Linked DNA regions of Mus musculus: regions 2 and 3 are each linked to region 1. The links are chromatin contacts, called in public HiChIP or PLAC-seq and promoter capture Hi-C maps. All regions are on one chromosome and are shown on one strand. The core of a region is the stretch at or near the end of the contact, and the rest is flanking DNA. Distances in the headings are between cores, read along the strand shown. Region 1 overlaps Fndc3b (fibronectin type III domain containing 3B). Region 2 holds the start of Pld1 (phospholipase D1). Region 3 has its middle 4.8 kb from the start of Gm42195.

Region 1 (5,006 bases), core at 697-3,196:
GGGCTTCTGCTGGGGTAGAGTCTATGCTAAGCCCTTACTTAGTTCATCATTTAGTGGTCACATAGCATGTAAGGTGAAGGCCTGCATATTTCTAGGCTAAGCTTGAGGGGAGAAAGGTTAAGGGTTTGCAGCTGGCAAGTCACATGGCTGGGACTTGATCTCACCCAGGGCCTCTTCTAGGAAGTTCCAAGAAGGAAGATATGCCTGGCTTGTGCCCTTTTTTATCTGTATTGTGCAGGTAGGCAGTTAGATGGAGTTTTGCATGGTAATATATTACACAGTTTACTGTTCCTCTTGGCTTTGGGGAGAGGGCTTAGTGGCTAAAGCACCTGGTGTGTCACATAAGCGAGAACCTGAGTTTGTATCTCCACTACCCTTGTAAAAGCTAGGCATGGTCACACCTGACATTCTAGTATTTGGGAGTCAGGGAGTTGAAGACAAGTGGATCGGAGGACCCCATTAGTTTGCTGTGCTGATCCGTTGGTGAGCTGTGAGTTCAGGGAGAGACCATATCTCAGAAAATAAGGAAGAGAGCCAGTAGAGGAAGGTACCTAATACAGACTCTGGTCTTCACAAGTATGTATGTGCAAAAGAGAATATTCATGCTCTCTCTCTCTCTCTCTCTCTTTCTCTCTCTCCTCCTCCTCCTCCTCCTCCTCCTCCTCCTCCCTCCCTCCTTCCCTCCCTCCCCCCATGTACCCCTTCATTAGTTCTTGTAGTTAGGATCCCTATGTTATTTTCAAGACCTGGCAAGTGACTAAGTGACTGGCTCTGCGACATGAGATCCAAGCCACAATGAGAGTGTCTGGAGGCTTGATTTTTCCTTTGGAATTGAAGTGGGAATCAAGGCTTTTCAGATTCCAGCCCAGGTCTCTGTCGGGTCCCAGAAGTTTTACAAGGAATGATTCTTTCCCTGAGATGGTCAGCAGTTCCCTTTTGAGGTCAGCACTGTGAGAGTTCTGGTGAGCAGCGAACTGGGACTCTTCCTTGAGGGTGTGGGTGAGTGGGCAGGGGCCTCTCACCTCTGCTTTCCTTCCAAACCCACCCTTCATTTTCACTTAAGAGGCGAGTCACAGTAGAGGCAGGTTTGGAGACTCAGGAGACCTCTGTGTAAGACTTGGAACTAGCCAGGGTTCTGGTGGTGGCACATGCCTTTAATCTTAACACTCAGGAGGCAGAGGCAGGCAGATGTCTGAGTTTGAAGCCAGCCTGGTCTACAGAGTTCCAGGACAGCCAGGGCTACAAGAGAAACTCCATCTTCTGACCCCTGACCCCACCGCACCCCACCCCCCCAAGAAATGAGAGAAAAGAAAAAAGACTTGAATATTAGGTGATTTGTTTTTCTTCCTGAATTTGTAATGGTTCCTCTATGTAATGCCAGGCTAAAAACACAAACTGGGTTTTGGTCTTCAAAAGGAAGGGACGTGACCTCTCAGCCACGCCACTGTACCTTAAAAGCTTTCCTCGCTGGTCTTCAGGAGGCCGCAGGTCTTCCGCGGAGGTAGGATTCAGTGTCATGTGGGGTTTGGTTGAACTATCCTACCCTCACCACACCCACTCGCTAGCGGGTTCCTCATTCTCTTTGTTTCAGATCAAGAAAGGGCTGCTTGGACTTTGACTCTCCTCAAGATGTTAATTACATGTTCCAAAATCATGTGTTCTGTTAAAAATCACTTACGCACAGCCTTGGAAAGAACTCTAAGCAGGGAGTTGCTTCAGGGTGCAGAATATTGTTCTGGATGCCTTGGGAAATAAGTCTGGAGAGTTGGTTCATTTACCACCAAGACATCTTTAGTCAGTGTATATAAACAAGAGAAGTCCCAGCGGGCCTGGACATTATTTGTCCCAGATGGAGTTTAAACTTGGCTCACTGTGCTGCACTGATGTCATGGTACATCAGCTGGCCCCAAATTAGATGTGCAGAGAATCAGCTATGTGCTTGTGTGCACTGAGGGCTCGTGGGGAGGAGGGGCAGGGAGGCTGGAAAATCTTTGTCACAGTTTTCCTTTGCACTCCGCAGAGCCTGGTGTCTGTCCTGAATTTGATCTTAGTGCAGAGAGAGGGAGGAATCAGGCGGATTGGTGATGTGCATGTTGGCCTTCGCATGCCAGAAGGTCCTTGTGCTTCTGAGACTAGGAGTGTACCGTGTCTGGACTTCCATCCGTTCCTTAGGGAGGGGGCCCCTGCACTCTAACACAAAAAGGAAAACTAACTGGACAGCATTGTATCTAAGCCCCACCTCCACGGTGACAGGCTTGAACCTGTTGGATGAATTTTTACTGCTATAGCATATCTTCATCCCCAACACTTTAGCTCTGTTTTTTGTTTTTTGTTTTTCCACAGACAGGGTCTTATGTAGCCAAGCCTATCCTTGGACTCACTTTGTAGCCAAGGCTGGCTTAGACCTCCTGATCCTGCCTCCACCTTCCATATGCTAGACTTGGCAGCACACCCAACCTTAAACTTTGTAATCCTAGGTATCCATTTGTATAAACGTTTTTCTCTGGGGTATCCATATGTGTAACTGTTTAGGTCTTTCTTCCACGTATGGTGGGTAACCTATCAAAGAGTTAAGAATGCTTGAAGCATCCTGAGGGATCTGAGTTGACATCTTCAGTGCGCTTTGAGAGGACAGCTACAGTGCCAGGTGCTTCTGCTGTACAGTCTTCCAAAAACCTTAATTATACGTTATGTTATCTCAAACATATTCAAGAGAAATGGCCTTTAGTATCCCACAGAAACTGGACTATGAATATTCAGAGCACAATTATGCAGAACAACCAAGAGTTTTAGAAGCAAATCAAATGTAAATTAACTGATGAAAAGATGAGCCAAATGTAGTATATTTAAAAATGGAATATTACGTAGGAGAGAAAAAGAAATGAATGAGATGACATGGACAGCCTGGACAACTCATTGCTAAGTGAAAGGATTCCTTTGCATTGTGGTATTTTTGTCTTTGTATAATAAGATCCACCGTGAGACCGACCAGAAGTACATGTAAGGGCTGGAGGAACTGAGGAAGATGGGGTGTTGGAAATCTCCTACCATGTTTTGCGTCATGGGTACCAACTATGTGAGTGTACCAAAAATACTTCACGTGCATAAACTGTATGGTATGTTGCTTAATCTCAATTAAGATACTAATACAAAATATCTGAAAGTAAGAACTGAAACACAAAGCAGCCAGATAGGACCCCTCTCCTGGATTCACAAGTCAGCAACCCTTTATTGATGGCTCGCATTATGACAATCTTAGTTAGAAGTGTCTCTAGGCAGGTTGAATTGTTCCAAAGCCATAAGGCGCTTAGATTTCAGAACCTTTGCAAGTGGATGCCAGGCTCACCATCTTGCCAGGATCCAGGGAGGCCGACCGGAGCCTGAAATGCGCATGCTTGGCAGGTGCAACCAGAGAGCCAGAGTTAGAGAGCAGACACTGAGTCAGAGAGAGTACCTGTGGAAGTTTAGATTTTAGGGATAATGTGAAACATGGCAAATTTGGTAAACTGTTTTTCTTTAATCTCCTTCACTTAACTCCAACTTGTCCATGGTAAGAAGTATTAGTCATAGCTACTAACCAGGCGAGGCCTGTTCCTGTGTGAAGTGGGGAAGTAGTCTCTGTTTTCTATAGTGAGGAAATAAGGGCTTTGGAGGTCAAGTGGGCCACGTGGTGGGGCCTCCTACCTGGGACCAAGCCTCCATCTTTTAGACTGGCTCTTTTAACTGTATCCTGGTATCCTTAGATCCATGGTTATGCCTAAGTTGGTTAGCGGAGAGTGGCTAATGACTCAATATGTACACCCTTTAAGTGCTCCCGAGAAAGCAGCTCTGGCCTGACCCTCACCCACAGGGAAAGAAGCTCATGTGCATGGGAGCTTGTTCTTAGGGTTGGCACATGGATAGGCCTGAGGGCTATTTTTTATTTTCAGTCGGAATATTGAACTTCAGGAGATCTATTCTCCCTCCCACCCCCACCCCCACCCTGTCCTCTTCTCTCTCTCTCTCTCTCTCTCCCTCTCTCTCTCTCTCTGTCTCTCTGTGTGTGTATAGCAAACATTTTAGTGAGGTATATCCTCAGCTTAGGAGATGGCTTTTTCTTATTTGCAGTTTGGATTCCGTCTTCTTTTTGAGTATGTATAATATGATAAAGGTTAAATTATAATGTCAAGAAACGAGGAAGCAAACTCACTTAACTAGTTTGAAATGAAATTACTCTGGAATGAAAGTAGATCTTCTAGAGATATGATTAACTTTGGACCTGAAGAAGTCGTGTGGTGATTCTCCGTAGATTCATAATTAGATTAGTTTACCGATAAACCTTTTCCTTTGTGTCTGCACAGGAGTGGTCGGTCCAGAGACTGTCCATGGTGACTGCTATGAGCTGGCAAGAAGAAAAGGGCCGAGGCTGGTTGCTGAGAGCTTTTGAAGCTAGTTTTTTAGAGCATAAGCCAAGAAAGAGAAAAATCTAAAAGGGCCCATCAGGTGTGGGAAGTGCAGATGTAGAGGGCTGAAGTCCTTGCTTCTTAGATGTGGAGGGAGGCGGTGTCAGTGAGCGCCAGCCATACACCTGGCTCAGCCCAAGCTGGGTCCCCGCCTGGCTCAGCCGCTCTGTAGTCAGGTGACTTTGGACCAATTTCTTTTGTGTTCTTTAAGTTTTGGTTTTCTTGTCTATTAAATTTGGTTAATAATTCCTGCTTGGAATACTATATGGGTTTGATAAATAGTTAACTTTTTAGAGTCCCTGGGGAAAGGTGTTGTAAGGTAGCCCTCAGTGCACTACATTTACTTTACAGATGTTAAATAGACTGTTTCGAGAACATTCCATCATTTATTTTGTTTGATTCATTTTTATTTTATATTTGTGTGTGCATCCACACACCTGTGTGTATGTTGATATGCAACTGTTTGTGCATACCATGATGGCCAGTGTTGGCCAATGGTTGCCAGAAGAATGCATCTGGTCCCCTGGAGCTGGACTTACAGATGAGCCACCCAACATGAGTGCT
Region 2 (5,006 bases), core at 1,795-4,294, 310 kb before region 1:
TTCTCATCTGAACCCTGAAACATCTTTTAACCACACCCTAGCAAATACATTCTATTTGTGCTTTTGGGACTTAAAGGATTGTAAGCATAAAACCCAGCCTCCCATATGCCAGCCTTTCTCCTGTATACAATGACTCAATCTAACTACAGGTTTAAAGACCCATATCTCATGTGTTCGGTCCATTGATCTTTAGCATATGGCTGGGGAGGAGAAGAAATTGCTAAACCCAGAAACTTGTTTGATCAGAAAGGTCATTGGGTACTGGAAACATGTCTTTAGCTGGGCTCACTCATGGTGTTGCCTGGTACTATTGTACGGCTAAAGGGGACAACATTGAGATTGTTTGTGTTTGTTTGTTTGTTTGTTTGTTACATATCCAGAGGGGGGAACACTAAGAATAAACCCCTTCTCTGTTTGTACCTCTAGACAGCTAAACTCGCAAAGTGTTTCCACTACAACTCCCAATCAGCTTACCAACTGACCCTCACATAAGCTTCCTCAACCCATGGAGGTAAAACTTACCAGGCGCCCCCTATCTGGCTATGCCTTCTATGTGTGCTCTTTAAAAGTGCATTTCTTGCTGACAATGTAGCTCAGTTAGTCACGTGCACCCCTAACATGTACAACACAACACCAGGTATGCTGGTGTGTGCATGGGGTCCCAACACTTAGGTCAGGGTGGGGGCAGGATGTTCAAAAGCATAAGTCACCTTCTGCAACCCAGCGAGTTAAAGAGAGGCTCGCCTGAGCTATATAGAAAAAAAAGTGTCTTTCTTGAGCTGGGGATGATAATGCAGCCCTACACTTCCAGCATTTGGGAGGTAGAAGCAAAGGCAGAAAGATGGATAATTCATAGGAATCGCCACCAGCAGAGTGAGTTCCATCCAGGGTCATACAAGAGACTATATAAAATTTCTTTAAAGCTCTGTGAAAAGAATCCAACCTTACTCAGTGAGAAAACTGAAGCTTGCAATGCAGTCTTTATTAATAAGTGTTACTAAACCTTGTAAGGAAGTCGAGAAGTCCTTTGGGAATGGACTGGGGGGAGATGGTAGCACACTGGCAGAGCTGTGCGATCAAACATCTATTTTTAAATTGTAAAGATGGCAAAGTTACGTGTCTATTTTGATAAAATAAAAATAAAACTTAAAATTAAAAAAAAATGAAAAAGGGTAGAAATGGGACTGAAGCGATGGCCCAGCCATTAGGAGCACATCCTGCCTTTCCTTAGCATCTGAGTCCTGTTCACAGCGCCCAGTTTGAGCAACAGCCTCTTCTGGCCTTCTTAGGCACCATATGCACATAACCCACACCCAGGCCAGCATATTCACATCATTAAAAATAAAATAAATCCTTAAAACATGTTGAAATTAGAGGTAGGTGAATTGTCAGTGTAATGCTTTTCTCATACAGAGTTGCATAAGAGCATTCATACTACATACTAAGACCATACACAAATGCATTCTCGGTAAAGGTCTGATGAGCAGGCTGTCCATTAACTAGGCAGTACTCATCTAGTTATCAGTAAATCAATCAACCTAAATGAGCCTGTAGAGAACTTAACACCAGTGTGTGTAAAACGCTGATGCCAGAAACAACACAGCAAGGACACCATCTCCTCAAAACCTTCTCCACTCGCACTATTTATTTGAAAAGCTAATTGTACTGGCTCATAAAAATTCAGATACCCGCTTACATAACCATTTAAAAGGTCCCCACACACCATTTAAAGGCTGCTTACAAATTCAAGCTAAACAGTTGAGTACAAACTCACTCGTGGGCCACAAAGCACGTACTATGGAAAGAGATTCTTGCATAAGTAGGCATAACAGACTAGTTCAAACTAGGCTCTCTGCACCCGTCAGGCTTCCTTGACAGCACCTCTGACAGGTCAGGACTTCTGAATATCTCTCTGAATTTCCTGGGTAGCTAGTCTCCAGAGGCCCTGGGAAGGTCATAAGGAGTTGGCTAAGCTGAAATTGGTGGGCCTGGCTGTCTAAGAGCGCTCTTCGTCCTGTGGAAAGATCTAGAAATGGTCGAATGCAGAAGCTCCTGTGGTCCTTAAGATTATGTTTTGAGCTTCATGAAAGAAGGCCGCTGGCAGTGATCTGAGATTGGGAGGCGGGGGTGAGGAAGGCAAACGTAGGCGTGGCAGGTAGCCCTAGGGTATGGGGGAAAGGGCTGGCCAAATTCTAAGTCTTGACCTGTACTTAAGAGATGGAAGCAGGAGGGCCAGGAATGTCATCCTTGGCTACATAGCCTTTGAGTGCAGCCTGAGCTACAGAAGACTGTTTCAAACAAACCGTCCCATGGCTTAGAGACCTCCTAAGGTCCCTCCCTGACCCGGAACAGTCAGTCCCAAACATCTTGGGTCGGAGCTAAAATAGCAACTGCCTAACACAGGCCTTTCTTTTAATTGCTACCCCTGTCCCTCCTCCACTTCAGCACAGCACATCTTTGGCCCCGAGGCAGCAGCTGTGTGGCTCGGCGCCCGGCACTGTGCTTCAGCTGGACTCTAAGCCACTGGAATGCAGCACTTCCTGGTTGGTCCGGGATGTTGGTGCTGTCGCCATCCCGGTCAGCCCACAGTGCTAAGGAGCTCAGGGAGCGCGGGACGATCTAGCGGGAGCGAACAAATCTACTGAGCCCGGGACCCGAGGAGGTGGGGTGGGGTGCATCCTACAGAGGACGCCCCGGATCTGCAGGGACTTGAGAGTGGAGTGGGGCTAGGACATCAGCAGCTGACCCGGCTCTGCTCTCAGGGTAGCGGTCCTCGCCTGCGGTCAGTGTGCGCGCGGCTCTTGCCAGCGCAGACACTACAGGAATTAAGACTATGGGAGGGACTCCAGGGTTCCCAAGGGAACTTCAGGGACAGGGCTGGTGAGAGGGGCAAGAGAGGCGGGATGAAGCACGAGGACCGCGAACGTCCTGCGGGCTCAGAAGTCCCGCAAGCCTGGCCCCGGCAGCTCCTACCTGCGGGCCTGGGGCGCGGGCACACACTCTGCGGCGGCGGCGACTTCGGGGGTCCCCGCGCAGCTGGCGCAGCTGGGGCCGCGGAAGAAGGGCGGGCGCTGGGACTCGCCGCCCGGAACTCGGCCGGTCTGCAGGGTGGGGCGGGGCGGCGCCGGCCAGCCTCGGTGACAGCCTCTGCCGCCGGCCTTCCTCCATGCCTCGGTTCTAACACTTTCTTCTGTCCAAGTGTCCTAACTCAGCCACAGTTATCCGCGGGGCGCAGGGGCGCACGCAGGCGTTGTTCTTACCAAGTTCACTTCCCTGGTCTCTGAGCCCAATCCTTGTCCAAGACTGGCCCGCAAGTTACAAGCCAACAGCGAGCCAACTGGTGAAATATTCCTGCCCTGAAGTGACTTGCTTAATTAGGGGCTTTGTAGAGGTCAACTGTGGCCTTCCTGCAAATCCCACGGGTAGGTCTTGGTAGGTGTTATTGCCTGTTTATAAGGAAACTGAGGCTGGCAAGTAAAGAACCAGCCTGACCCTAAGCTTGCTGGAGCCAGCAATCTCTTCAGTCCCCAAAACTGCCCGTGCTTGTCCCCCCAGACCCCCCTTCTCTCTCTCTCTCTCTCTCTCTCTCTCTCTCTCTCTCTCTCTCTCTCTCTGTGTGTGTGTGTGTGTGTGTGTGTGTGTGTGTGTGTTGTGGCGAGTGTTCGGTTGGTTAGTTTGAAGTTAGGTCTCTGCTGTATACCTGGTTGGCCATGAAGAACAGGTAGAACTCAAACTACATGATCCTCCTGTCTCAGTCACACATCGCCCTCACACTTCTCACTCCCACTTGCCATCAGTACTGGGTCTAATTCAGAAATGTTAGAGAGAAAAGTAAAAATAAAATGGGAGGAGAACGAGAAAGTCCCATTACCCCGATGGAACTGTCCGCACAGTAACTTTGCCGTTTTAATACACTTAAGAGAGTCGTCATCAAGGGAAATCCAGTGGCTGGGTGGTGTGAATAGCAATCCTTTGGGAATATAATTTTGAACACAAGTCAGTTCCAAAACTGGTTGCACAACACTGCTTCCAGCCAAAACCCAAAGATGCAACAGTTAGTTTCCTGTACATCAAATTGCTGATGCTGTTGGTCTTTTGAAATTGTTTATTGAGTATTATACAGTGAGACAGACCCAGTTACATAATGTCTTACCATGCCCATGGCACTGCATGAAATGAAAAATATAATATTTCTGTCCAGACAGAGGAGGAGTGAAATTATAGCGCGGGGCTCAGTTTTCAAGTAACCTGGAGCTGCCCAGCCCTCCCTGACTGCATTCTTCTCTTTTGAGCACATCTTTCCTAATGATTGCAGAGTCGGGCAGCCGTCACTCTTTCCTTGTTGACAGAAATAATTGATGCCTTTTGAATCCTATGATTCTGACAGATTTTTGCAATTATATGCACAGCCTTCTGAGCAAACAGGGTCTTGCCTAAGAGGGGTTTGGCAAGACTATATAACAAGGAAGTAACTGAAAAGCTGCATATGTCTCCTTCCTCCCTTCCTCCAGTTTATTAATTTCAGATGATTTGATAAGTGTGTGCCTAGGAGTAACCGCACTCTTACAAGCTTGTCTTTAGATGGTGTGAGACATTTGGTTGAGAAGCACCAGGCTGTACAAATTACATCCTGATTTCTTAAAAGTCGTCATTGAAACTTTTGGCATCAACACATAACAATAGGTCTTTCTGTTACTATTGTAATTATAAATAAGACAACTATCATACAATGACTGGAATTCTGCCCCAAAAGGTAGGAAAGTGAAAAGATTACCACAGGTCACCACCCCACAGGGAAGTGAAGCCCTAGCGAACACGCATCTTAGACATACTAGAATCCTGTAGATCATTGTTACACTCCTTGGAGAGTTTGTGATAGCTATTTCTTTTCAGGGGTGTCAAGAAAAACAAACGACCAAGAAGAGGGTTTCCTCCTGTTTGAGCCAGCCTGACCTACAGAGGTAGACACTGGAGTTGGGGCGGGTCAGACTAAGAAACCCTGTCTC
Region 3 (5,006 bases), core at 1,143-3,642, 270 kb before region 1:
ATAGTGAAAGACAAGTCTATCACTTCACAGTATCTGCATCACTCCTCTGTGTACATGTGTGCCTGGGCTGAGGGGAGCAGGGACAGGAAGACCTTGACCAAGAGGGCATGGAGACAAAGCACACTCCTAGTCACTTTCCGAACGTCCTGAGTGAGTATCACAAAGTACCACAGCACTCAGTACTGTTTTATCATCAAGAGATAGAAATGAATAGAATGTTCAGGGAAAAAAGGAGGGGGGGGGGACTCTGTGGCTGTGTTTGTGGCAGCAAGAGAACTGGGAAGAACATTTGGTAAAAGAGTCAGCTTTTAGCCAAGTATTTATTTCCATCAGCCCTTAAGCCAGCACTATAAACATGAGAAGAAACCCTCTCTTTAGGACAGGACTGGAGGGTTTGGGCTGTGATCCTAGCAGCTAACTCTCCAGTTTCCTTCCACTGTCCTCAAAGCTCTGTAATAGCATCAAGATTTCTCCCTCTCTCCCTCCCTCCCTCCCTCTGTCCCTGTGCCCCACCCCACATCTCTGAGACATTATCTCATCCCTATCCCATGCTGGCCTGTGAACATGCCTCCCTGTGTGCTTGAAGATGATGTTCAACTTCTGACAGCCCTGCCCCCACTTGCTGACAGAACAGGTGCGAACCACCAGGCTAGTTTTCTGCAGTGGTGAGGAGTCAGCCAATCAGGAGATTCCTGCGTGCTAGGCACTCAGTCTATTGGTTGAGCGACATTCCAGGTCTCTTCATACCACCTCACGTGTGTGTGTGTGTGTGTGTGTGTGTGTGTGTGTGTGTGTGTGTACACGTGTGTGGAGGCCAGAGCTTGACATTAGGAGTCTTCCTCAGTCACTCTCTAGCTTTTGAAACTGAATCACTGGACCTGGAGCTCACCGATTTAGTTACGCTGGCTGGCCAGCTAGCCCCAAGGGTCCTCCTGCCTATGCCGCCCCAGTGCTTCTACTGCTGGAGAGTAAAGGAAAGACACACTGGCCTTTTTAAAACATGGTAGATCCTCCGCTTACATGGCAAGCATTTTACCACCTGCACCATCTCCTTAGCCACCAGCCCCCCCACACACACATACACATACACATGTTTTCTATCAGCAAGGAAGCTAGGGATAGGGGTGTACTACAACAGAAGTCTGTGTGGTTAGCATGCATAAGGCCCTGCCTAAGGCTTCAATATCCAATACCACTAACAAAACAATACAATGAAAGAAAAGCCAAACTCTAGGAGTGCTATGAGCATGTTGCCTACTTAACATTATCAGAAAAACAATAACTGATAAATAATGAAAATAGGAAGTAATAACATGGAGAGCAGCTATAAGCTGCATGTGGTTTTGTTCCGTATATCCAGGAAGGTTTTCACTTATCAAGTAGTTACACACAAGCAACTTGTAGGCCTCGAGCCTCCGCGCTGTGCCAAGCCAGCCTGAATTTATCCAAGCTCACAGAACCAGGTAACCAGGCTGAGGACTCACTTACACGGAAGAGTTGAATCCATTTGTCTGCCTCCTTCTTTGAGACACTGTAGCCCAGGATTCATGGCAACTCTCCCACCTCGGCCACCACAACTCTGGGTCGTTAAAGCTTAAAGGTAAATTGAAAATCTGCTTTTGTCCTAGACTTTCTATGACACTTACTATTGTCAACTTGGGAGCGTCTGGAGTTCCTAGCAGACAATTATCTGAGGAAAACCGGGAGTTTCTATACTGAATTAAGTTAACATCCTAAATGTGGGTGATGCCACTGCGTAGGGTTAGGGGTCCCACGATTTAATTAAGAGGTGACAGTCGGCTAAAGAGCAGCATCCGTCACCCCACATCCTGGCTGTAAATACAGTGTGACAAGACACCCCCCCCCCCCCCCCGTCACCACATGTCCCCTGCTGTGATGTTCTGTATCCCCTTAAACCGGCAGGCAAGATACACCCTTCTTTGCTAATGATAGTTCTTGTCAAGTTTCAGGGCACAGCAATGGGGAAGGCAGCTGATACACTGTCTCAGGATGGTGGCTCTCCGTCACTAGATGGGGTGAAAGCATCTTTGCCTTTTGTCAGTAGAGGAAAGGTTGTAGGGTGTCTTCCTCCCTCCCTCCAGTGTGTGTGGGAGCACAAACCCACAACCAGGACAGTGTTATTTCTATTTCATATTTTGTTTTTCTATAAACAAACTTTATCTGTGGCCTTGTGGCAGTCAGTCAGTTCCAGGAAATGCACAGCTGACAATGTCATTCCCCTTGAACTGCACATAATATAAAAACAGACTTTAAGTAAATATTTGAATTAGGACAATTACAAAAATTTAACTTTGGGCCAGCCTTTCCGAGCACGTATCGATCACTCCTTCCCAGGGCTGCTGTTTCAATGGGCACGGTGAGTCACACCTGCTCCATTCAGAGGAAGCAGAACGTGACAATGGCTGTGCTGGCAGAGGATGGTTGAGAGCGACTATAACTGGGAGGTTAGGTTCCTGCCACCTGTCTATAAATAGCAGCAGAGCGGCACCCCGTGCTAAACAAGGAGAGAGCAGAGAGGTGCTAACAGCTGACCCTGGAAGGCCAGAACTGGCGGCCATTGGATGCTTTTTCTTGGGAGTTTAACAATGGATTCAGTCCATGAAATGACAGGCTAAGCATGGCTAGTTCTTAATGTCCGCCTGAGACTCTCCAGTTGGCTTACCCCTTCGTGCTTTCCACTGTTAGTAACACACCCGTTTCCGTGAGCTCTCTTGTTAGATAAGGTGGCCTTGCTTGGCCCCAGCTTTGTCAGTTTGTTTTGTATAGACAGTGAGAAAAAAATGTGAATGCTTTGTCATATGGAAGTTACTCAAATGCTCTTTTGTTGTGGTTTTTCTTTTCTGTTGTGGAAACAAACAAACAGCAAGGATGGAAATCTGGGTGGGTTGAAAAGTAAACATTACTAGCCTTTCTATACAGTGCTAATACCATAGATATGCCACCAAAGCATGATGCTTGTAATGAGACCTAGCTCCTAATAACCTAAATGCTATGTTCATATTACCAATTTCTTCATCTCAGAAAATATTATGACAATTATGATATCATCTGTATGGAGATACAGTAGGACAAAGAGTTTGCACAGTTCAATTCCCTTGCTTGTCTTCTCTTCTCTCTCTTCCTTTCTCTGTCTTCCTTTCTTGTCTTTCCTCCCTCCCTCCCTCCCTCCCTCCCTCCCTCCCTCCCTTCTTCCTTCCTTCCTCTTTCTTTCTTTCTTTCTTTCTTTCTTTCTTTCTTTCTCTTTCTTTCTTTCTTTCTTTCTTTCTTTCTTTCTTTCTTTCTTTCTTTCTTTTTTCCTTCCCCCCTCCCTCCCTCCCTCCCTCCCTTCCTTCCTTCCTTCCTTCCTTCCTTCCTTCCTTCCTTCCTTCTTTCCTGTCAGGATCGTAGGCACCGGAGGCTGGCTTTGAACTCTCTATGTGGCTGAAGATGACTGATCTAATTCTCCTGCCTATATGACATACATACCACCACATGAGGTTTGTTCAGTGCAGGGGATGGAACTCAAGGCTTCACACATGCTAGGCAAACAACTGACTCTGTCCCCCACCCTGTTTGATTACCATGAGCAGGGGCTAGATTTCAGATCAGCATCACTAGTAGATTAAAGAACTGCCCATCAGAGCTCTTACTCAGAGGTGACAGTCCTCGCTGGACTCTTGAGAGGCTAGTCTGTGACTTGTGCCTTCTTCTGTTCACCACCAAGTTATGTGATTTTATGCTGGTGCCCATACAGCAGGGTTAAGGCAATCCCAGCATGCTTACTTCAATGTGCCTTTCCCCTATGCCTGTATCTGATGCACAAATGATGTATTCCCAGTGCAGTTTCCCAACTGGTTTAGCTCTCCCTGAAGACAACGCTTGTGCCTCCATGTGGGTTTTCAGAGAGGAGAAGCTGGAGGGGTTCAAGGGAGCAGGAATCATGTGTCTCTCAGGGAAGAACTGCAGAACTGGCTTCTATAGCAGATAGCTTACATGCACTAGCAACTGTGAGAGACACAGCCTCGTTCATTTAATGATTCTCTTTCAGCCCACCAGTCTACCCTCATCATGTACTCCAGGCTGGATAGTGTTCTTGTTTCTGGTATGCAGTAACTAAAACAAAGGCTTTGCATTCACAGAGCTCCACTCTAGTGGGGAAGACACAATTAGCACGTAAGCCAAGAGCTATGAGAATAAAATCAGTACGATAAAGTCATGCCATCATTTGAAGTAAACTCCACAGACTCATGTAATCTAAATACTTGGTCTCCAGCTGGTGGATTAGTTGTGGAACCTTTAGAAAATGGAGCCTCACTAAAGGAAGGGAGTCAATGGGACAGGTCTTGAGATTTTATAGCCTTGTCCTCATCTCTGTCCCCTCTCTGTTGACCTTTTGCTTCCTGACTGCTACTGCAGTGGGACCAGCTACCTCCACTATAGTCACCATAGTAGGCCATGTCACCTTCAGGGGTGAGCCCAGACAGGTTGGCCCTCCCCCAAGTTTTCTTCCTGTCAGAAATTTGTTCACAAAAAAAGTAATAGAGCCCCAAGAATAGTGGGGGTGGAGATGGAACACTGAGTGAGACCATCACTGTGAGGGAGCTTTGAGCAGAGAAACTGGTGGCTGAAGGCATGAGACGAATTATTTTAACACCTACCTGCACCTCACCTGGCTTCCCTTATAACACCTGAGCCTCACCTGGCTTCCTTTATAACACCTGTGCCTCACCTGGCTTCCTTTGTAACACCTGTGCCTCATCTGGCTTCCTTTATAACACTCTACCTTGCCTGGCTTTCCCACCTGGAAAGTACAGAAAAAGGACTTTGTTTCCACACTGATCACAAATTTCTAGAGGTCCAAAAGACTTTTATACAATCCTGTTTGAGGCTCAGAGAACACTGAAGAAGAGGAGTCAGATAAAAAGGGGAAAGGTGGAAGACAGGGAGAAGGGCTACAAAATGGCAACCGAGGAGACAGAGCCATGGCAATATGAACTGGCAGCAGC

Evidence for each region. Promoter capture Hi-C pulls out the DNA fragments that hold promoters and counts their contacts. HiChIP or PLAC-seq counts read pairs in DNA pulled down with a chosen protein or histone mark.
Region 2: a promoter capture Hi-C map of the 3T3-L1 cell line shows a contact between it and region 1, with 5 times the contacts expected there. The contact joins the promoter of Pld1 here to the enhancer-like site in region 1. A contact is called at or near these places in 5 of 39 promoter capture datasets (the 3T3-L1 cell line, 3T3-L1-derived adipocytes, cranial neural crest and 1 more) and 3 of 9 other capture datasets (adipose tissue, embryonic stem cells and pancreatic islet).
Region 3: a contact with region 1 is called in an H3K27ac HiChIP or PLAC-seq map of heart atrium, with 2.9 times the contacts expected there. The contact joins two enhancer-like sites. A contact is called at or near these places in 4 of 39 promoter capture datasets (the 3T3-L1 cell line, embryonic stem cells and liver), 1 of 484 Hi-C or Micro-C datasets (nephron progenitors) and 1 of 115 datasets of contacts at active chromatin or transcription factors (heart atrium).

What each region holds. Positions count from the first base shown.
Region 1 is chr3:27,628,276-27,633,281 of GRCm38.p6, reverse strand. All of the region lies in intron 2 of Fndc3b (fibronectin type III domain containing 3B), which reads left to right. Among named protein-coding and RNA genes, the nearest start is that of Mir3092, 46 kb to the right of the region's middle. Within about 2 kb of position 1,946, at least 53 of the 459 cell types and tissues checked have an H3K27ac peak or open chromatin away from gene starts, as enhancers often do. A contact at or near this core is called in heart atrium, where this site is marked.
Region 2 is chr3:27,936,718-27,941,723 of GRCm38.p6, reverse strand. It overlaps Pld1 (phospholipase D1), which reads right to left and starts at 3,044. Exons shown (of 27, transcript NM_001164056.1): 1 at 2,974-3,044.
Region 3 is chr3:27,902,562-27,907,567 of GRCm38.p6, reverse strand. No RefSeq gene overlaps it. Among named protein-coding and RNA genes, the nearest start is that of Gm42195, 4.8 kb to the right of the region's middle. Within about 2 kb of position 2,392, at least 30 of the 459 cell types and tissues checked have an H3K27ac peak or open chromatin away from gene starts, as enhancers often do. A contact at or near this core is called in heart atrium, where this site is marked.